2 separate regions of the Mus musculus genome follow, and region 1 is linked to region 2. A link is a contact called in public Micro-C data. All regions are on one chromosome and are shown on one strand. Each heading gives the region's core, a stretch centred on a gene start, on an enhancer-like site or on the middle of the called end of the contact. The rest is flanking DNA. Distances are from core to core; before and after follow the strand shown. Region 1 has its middle 73 kb from the start of Gas2l3. Region 2 has its middle 69 kb from the start of Ano4.

What was found. Hi-C and Micro-C count contacts between places; a contact is called where the count stands out from the background.
Region 1: a Micro-C map of granulosa cells shows a contact between it and region 2, with 2.3 times the contacts expected there. The contact joins two enhancer-like sites. A contact is called at or near these places in 3 of 39 promoter capture datasets (the C10 cell line, embryonic stem cells and hippocampal neurons), 5 of 15 datasets of contacts at CTCF or cohesin (CD8 T cells, embryonic stem cells, large pre-B cells and 1 more), 126 of 484 Hi-C or Micro-C datasets (the 63-12 cell line, the AML12 cell line, B cells and 67 more), 17 of 115 datasets of contacts at active chromatin or transcription factors (astrocytes, bone marrow-derived dendritic cells, cardiomyocytes and 7 more) and 1 of 9 other capture datasets (embryonic stem cells).

Annotation. Positions count from the first base shown.
Region 1 is chr10:89,368,782-89,372,196 of GRCm38.p6, forward strand. No RefSeq gene overlaps it. Among named protein-coding and RNA genes, the nearest start is that of Gas2l3, 73 kb to the right of the region's middle. Within about 2 kb of position 1,575, at least 8 of the 459 cell types and tissues checked have an H3K27ac peak or open chromatin away from gene starts, as enhancers often do. A contact at or near this core is called in granulosa cells, where this site is marked.
Region 2 is chr10:89,325,421-89,329,002 of GRCm38.p6, forward strand. It overlaps a transcript of Ano4 not described here. Among named protein-coding and RNA genes, the nearest start is that of Ano4, 69 kb to the left of the region's middle. Within about 2 kb of position 1,676, at least 10 of the 459 cell types and tissues checked have an H3K27ac peak or open chromatin away from gene starts, as enhancers often do. A contact at or near this core is called in granulosa cells, where this site is marked.

The DNA of each region.
Region 1 (3,415 bases), core at 325-2,824, 43 kb after region 2:
GGCCTCAGTGGGAGAAGATGTCTAGTCCTGCAGTGACTTGATGTGCCAGGGTGGGTGATACCCAGGGGAATCCTCCCCATTCTCAGAGGACAAGGGGTTGGGGGTAAGGGCTGTGTGAGGAGGGCTCAGAGGAGGGGGGTGTGGCACTCAGGATATAAAGTAAATAAACAAACTAATGGAAAAAATAATTACATCAAAGCATTCACTCAAAATAAATACCCCCCCCCAAAAAAGTGCTTTGCTCAGAGCAGACAACTATATCACCTCTGCTGCCAGAATCATCTCCACCAAGATGAAGGATGACTGATGCAGAATCAGGCTGCCTATGGAATCCTAAAAGGAGACTGACCATTATCTTCTCATCCATGGCTCCCCATACCTGCCATGATTTCCATCCATCCTGGGGCATGACTGTTAGATCTTTCTCTCCGTTTCATCATGTTTCTGGTAAAGTCATTTTAACTGAGCAAAATATCTATAACATCATCTTGGTCCTTCTTTCTGTCACTAGACAAGTGGGCAAGGGCTTCACTAATGCTACATTGAGGACTTGAGGGAACACACCCTTTCATGGCCATGATGACTCTGTCATTGTGAAATGCAATTTTAATCTGAAAATAATAATTTTAAAAAATCTTAGCATTATCCAGTTGAGTTCTCAAGGCAAGTTTGATGTGATAAAGTATTTGGGTGCTATCTATTTTGTTTTTTAAGCAAAGTAGTTTTTTTTTACTATAATTTATAGCATTAGGAAAAAAGCAATACCTACATTGAGTGAATGAATAAATGAGTAAATGAATGCATGATGAGATTGGGACAAGATAATTTAGCACACAGGCACTGAAATCAGGCAGCTTGTGTTGACAGTCCAGCTTGGTCTCTTGGAGTCTGTTCAGCATTAGAGTTCAGCATTGCAACTCTAAGATGCAACCATCTTAGAGTTCTTCCCTTAGAAGCAGATCCTAGTGTAAGGATTCCACTATACTTGTTTTGGACAGAATCCCAGGAGAGACAAGGAGGCATAGTGAGAAGATATAATGCTGGATTCTGATTATTTTTCATTTTTTCTTTCCAATAAGCCTGTGGCCCATACCCTCTTAGTCTTATTTTCTCATGATCTGGATCCTCATTGTCTTATCTATACCGTCCATCAACTTTCATTGTCTCCTGAAATATGCCGTGTATTGACAGTGTGCCAGAGACTGCCCAGGTACAGAGGGTGTCAACGACCCACCCAGTCCCTGCTGTGAAGAAACTGCCTGCTCATGGATATTTGGAGAGGAGAAATGATAAACTCACAGATGAACTCAGGAGGTATGAAGCTCTAGCAAGAACACACAAACATTCAGTAGTGTGAAGGTGTAGCATACTCCTTTAGTGTGGGAGAGAAGACTCGCCCTAAGGAGACCTTTGAGCTGTAGGAATGCAGCCAGAGACTATCAATCAGAGGGAAAGACAGGCACAAAGGGCCTGAGGCAAAAGAACACCCAGGAAAACAGAAGCACACAGGACAAGCTTGAGTAGCTGGAAGAGGAGCAAATGAAGTTTGCTGAAGGTGACCTTGGAGAAGCTGAGATAAGCACATGAAGAGAGAAGGAAAACCAGAGAGCATTCAAGAGAGCCCTGCAAGAAATCTGTGCAGGGATGACAGGCTGCTAGTGGCATCTGGGAGAAGAGTCACACGATTTTGTGTTCATTTTATCAGGAGCTCCTGGCAACTGACTTGAAAATAAGAACACAGAGAAACAGAGTTGGAAACAGGAAGCCCAGACAAGAATGCCCCTGCAATATTTTCCATGAGTGATTATACGGTTTGGGCCAGGGTAAAGTGCAACTTTAATTTTTCCAAACCTTATTTTTAATGATGATTCTTAAATGTTTTAACCTCTCTTTTAGCCCACCACCCACCATAGGTAGTGGGAAAGAAAAAATATGGGGGAAGTGGACCTGTTTAGAAAGGTTCTTTGGAGCAAATCCCGTTTGTGCTGTCTGGAAATCAGCAGTTCAGTTCATAGGTCAACAGTGGCAGCTCCATCCTCTTGCAAACACTTCATGGATACACTAGCAGTTCAGTTTCAGCAGCAGTGGCACTACCTAGCAGAGACAACCAGGTCTCAGCCTCAGCACCAGTCAGCAGGAGGGACCAGAAGGAATGCCAGAAGTTCTCAGCTGTGCCTCTTTCAGTGAAGATCAGCAAAGGCTTGAGACCAACAAGCCTTGCACAACAAGCTTGCCTTTAAGCAAGCCAAGCTCAGCCTCCATCACTGTACATCCAGTCCTATATATACCCTACAAACATCATGTGTCCTCCACAGGTCTTGCCTCATGAGCCTGTCTCAGCTGACACCACTCTACCAATCATCCTGAGTCCACAGAAGTGGCAAGAAACTGTAGCACACCACCAGAAATTTTTTGGTGCATTTCGTTGGAGTCCTGACAAATGCAGCTCAACTACTAAATGTAAGGTGGACCAATACATGCGTGTTATTAGCAAAGAATCCTTCCTCATGTGTCCTTCCACATGCTTGCCTTAGCAGGACATTATTTCTCCTGTGTCTGCCTCAGCTAAATGTTCCTTCACAAGTCTACCTTAGCCTTTCACCTGTATCCACTTCAGGAAAACGTTCTTTCAGATGTTTGCTCCAGCAAAACACCATCTAACCAACTTTCCAAAGAACCCTTAAGTTTCCACTTCAGTAGGGGGAAGGGGATTATGAGAACTGACTATACCCTGGATCTATTTTGGACATAAAGCCAACAGAATTGCTCATCATTAAATGTGCATTGCCCGTGATAGGTCAGAGAAAACCTAAGGATGCCTTCATTCAGTAAAACAGTATTGTTGGTTATCAATATCAGGTTTCTCGTTACTCTGTCCAGACAAGAAGAAGCATAAGGAAGTAGGGCTTTGTTATGGCTCACAGCCCAGGGTCACAGACGAGTGTGCAGTCCATCATATCAGGGAAGACTCAGCATCAAGAACAGGAGGTGAGTCAGGCGTGGTGGCACACGCCTTTAATCCCAGCACTCGGGAGGCAGAGGCAGGTGGATTTCTGAGTTCCAGACCAGCCTGGTCTACAAAGTGAGTTCCAGGACAGCCAGGGCTATACAGAGAAACCTGTCTCGAAAGCTCCCCTCCCCCCCCAAAAAAATCTCTTTTGAGATGCATTGGTAGCCCCATCCTTCAACTGGGAGCCATGACTATCTACTGGAGGTGGTCTCTACAGGTTGTATCTCCCCTTTGTTGGGTATTTTGTATCAACTAACTGGACCACCCTAAATTCCCAGGGACTAAGTCACCAACCAAAGAGTATACATGGAGGGAGCCATGGCTCCAGATACATATGTAGCAGAAGATGGCCTTATCTGTCATCAGTGGGAAGGGGACCCTTGGTCATGTGGAGGCTTGATGCCT
Region 2 (3,582 bases), core at 426-2,925:
CTTGACAAATATTTCCAAAAAGATCTTAAGTGTTTGATATTTTCAAACGGGCTCTGATGGGTGAACTCCAGAGGATTATTTTTAAATGTCATTACTCTTCATTTTAAAATTAATCACTTAAAAAATAATACTCTGAACCAAGTTCTCCCATTTAGTTTTAATGCTTGAGTCTGCTTTGGTGTTCGAACAGAGTGATACCAACCCACAGACTTCATGAGAGTTGAAAAAAGTGGATATGTCAGAGCGTACTCACACCATGTAAAGATCCAGAGACCTCGTACCAGTGAGCAGCAACGGACTTCAGAGTAAATTAGACAGAGGTGATGGCAGTGCAGACACTTTATAAAATACCCAGAAGTACGATGTCAGGGTCAAAGATCGTCCCACTGAAACTAATAGCACATTGTCTTGCAAGCAGCAATCCCGGCAGTCACAGGACATTTTTTAGTAAACTAATCAGGGAATTGGGGTCCATTTTGCTTGGTGGCATTTTAAATCCAATGTGGTTTTTAATGGGTATTTCAAATAGAAGGTGCCCATGTGTAGTTTTCTGCTCAAATATACTTTTGCGACTTTATAATCAAAAGAATTCAAATGCATTTTACAGGCCCGTCATTATTTGACAGAGCTCCCTGCTATGGCAGTTAAAGAAGCCACATTCTGGAGTCCCAAGGCATGGGTTGTAGTCTAAGAGACCTATACTGGAACCCTGATCATATCAATAACAAAAAGAAGTCAAGTCCCCTAATCTGTATGATGAAGAAATACTGGTGCCATCTCACAGAGTTCCTGTCTAGTAAAATGGATTAAATAGAGAGCCAACAGCAGCGCATGAATACAAAATAAATATTAGCTGTGGTCACCACCAAATTGTTTGTAAGTCACTGCCTACGATTCTGGACTCAGGAAAGTTTTGAAAGAAGTGGGAGAGAATAGACTCAACAGGCAGAAAAACAAAGAAGGTTATGTTACTCTTCCCTATCTGGACACAGTAAATACATTTAAGCTTGGGTAGGGAAGAAAGTAGGAGAGAGTGCAGGTGTGCTCTGCCCTTTTGTTGCAGTTCACGGGCTTCCTGCATGAGACAGGGCTGGGGTGGGGTGTGTGAGAGGACTGCATGCCCCAATATGAGGACATTTCCAATGTCACATACTGTAGGGAGTGGCAATGTTGTTTCAGAGAAGGGAGGGACAGGGTGGCTAGTACACATGGGATTCTTTAGACAGCAGAATGCCTTGAAGGACGACCAAGGCGTAATACGTGCAGAAGGGCATCCGAGAGGGTGGGAAATGTTATGTCTGTCTGGTTCTCCTTGGTTCATTCAGATCCCAATAAGGAAAGTCTGACTTTGGATTTTAGCAGCACACTAACATCTGCTTCACACACTCTTCAGACAGGAAAGGTACTCCTTCCCTCCAAGTGGACAAAATTTGGTGGACAAAATTTTCTGTACTTTACATAACATTCGTTTTCTATTTGCAGTTACCAGGAGGTTTCTTCCTGAAAGAATATTTAATAATTCTCCACAGATATTACAGAAGAACTTGATTGTGATATTAAGTGCATCACAGTTCAGATAACACACCAATGAAAGAGCTAAGGCGAGCACTGAAGCAGGAAAAGACCCATTCGCTATAGGCTAGTTACACGACTCCTTCCAATAGCAGCAAAAATCCACAAGAGGGCGCCCCAGGACGAGAACCCACCAGCAGCAACTGCTGTGGTTCTGAAAACCAATTCTTTCATAGGTATTTTTCTCCTTGTTCCTTCCTAAGCCGCCTTCCCACTCAGGTTAAGCGTGTTACACGACAGTCGCTGCAATTGCTCACCTATGGTGATCTGGCTGACACAGCTGTAGTAGCTGCCCGTGGTCGCAGAGGACAGGTTATAACTCCCACTGCTCACATCTTTGTCTGTTAAGAAAGCAAGACAAGAAGAAGGTTAATACCAACTCGTGGTTACCATGACTACGATGTAAGCTTATGACTGAAACTATAATAACAACAAAGGCAGCTCTGCGTCTGTGACAAAGGTGCCTCTCAGACTCATCCGATGGGTCACAGGCACCAAGCACTCAAGGTTGTGGGTACTTTTGCACACCAGCAATCCCTGAGATTGTCAAGGGCAGACCCAAACATAACAATGTTCACTGATTTAAAGCAAGACAAAAGGGGAAAAAAAGTTAAAGGAGGTACATACACACACACACACACACACACACACACACACACACACACACGGCTGCTTTTACTTCTTCCTAGTTATAAAGAGGTTGTGGTCACAGACAAGAAATAGGCCAGCTTTGTTTAATGTAAGTTCTTTAACTTGCTTAATTCCTTTCAGTATTGGTCTCCACCTGAACATGGTGGTCATAAGGCTAATCTCAAGGATAGGGAGTTAAGATACAGCATAAGATCAGCCACAGGAAATGTACCCCTGGCACATAAGTCAGTCTATGTGGAATGTGTTGGATCGACCAATTCAGATCTAAAGCATAGCCAATGAGTCTACCTGCTCCAAAGTCGCCATTCTCGATTCTCTCTAAAGCTTTCATTAACAGTCTGCCTTTAGAAGATGCTGGAAAGGAGATCTTTAGGGGGCAGGGTTAAAGGCATGGGAAATGCACACAACAGAGAGAAAGCATCTGTTAGTGATAGGCGGCCGTGGATGAGCAGGAAGAACAGGCACAAAAGAGAAATGCTTATCGAAGACTAGGAGTCAGTAGTAAAGTAGGACGCTTGAATCGGAAGCAGTTGTCTAGGAAGGGGTTGTGGGTAAACCGAAGCGGCAAAACCCCTCTGCTCTCAGTGCTAAGTCAGGGCTGCAAAGGCACAGGAGGTGTGGCAATCTGTGACACAAGGAAACCATGTGGAGAAAGGTGCACACACTTGTGGGCCTCAAACAGAAAACATCAATCAAAAGCTTATGTGTGGCTCTTAAACCAGACATTTCAGGACAGCCTTAATATTGATTTAGTCCTTGAGGGACCAATTTTGGTGAAATGAGAATATCGTGTAGCCAGAGGGGAATCTTGAAACTGAATGAAATCAATGAAGTCTGTAGATCCTGGAGATATATATAGTATTATATTGGAGTATGATCTCAGGATTTATATATTGTATATAACAATATATATAAGACACCTGGGCATGTCTTGAGCCTGTTATTTGTCTATTGGTCTTTGTTTCTTTGTATAGGGGAATGGAAATAATAAAGGCACTAAACTTATTATGTGAACATTAAACCAGTTAATAATAAAGTCTTTCTACAGCCACGTCTAGCAGCACAAAACACCCACTTGGTATCAACTATCCTTCTTTTTCTATTGTTTTAAAAGAACAGGCATATCTATAATGCAGAATACTATATAAGAAAGAAAACAAATCTTCACAAAGTATCATGGGTTAATCTCATTCACATAAGGTTGAATAAAAAAAAAAATCCAACAAGGAGCAATGCATGTGATTCTAGTTACGAAGACTTGAACAAGAGGGCTGGGATGGCATCTCCGTCAGGAAAGTGCTTTTCAAGTGCTGAGTCTGATTCCCAGAACTCGTTATACAACGAACAAGCAAAGGCTTG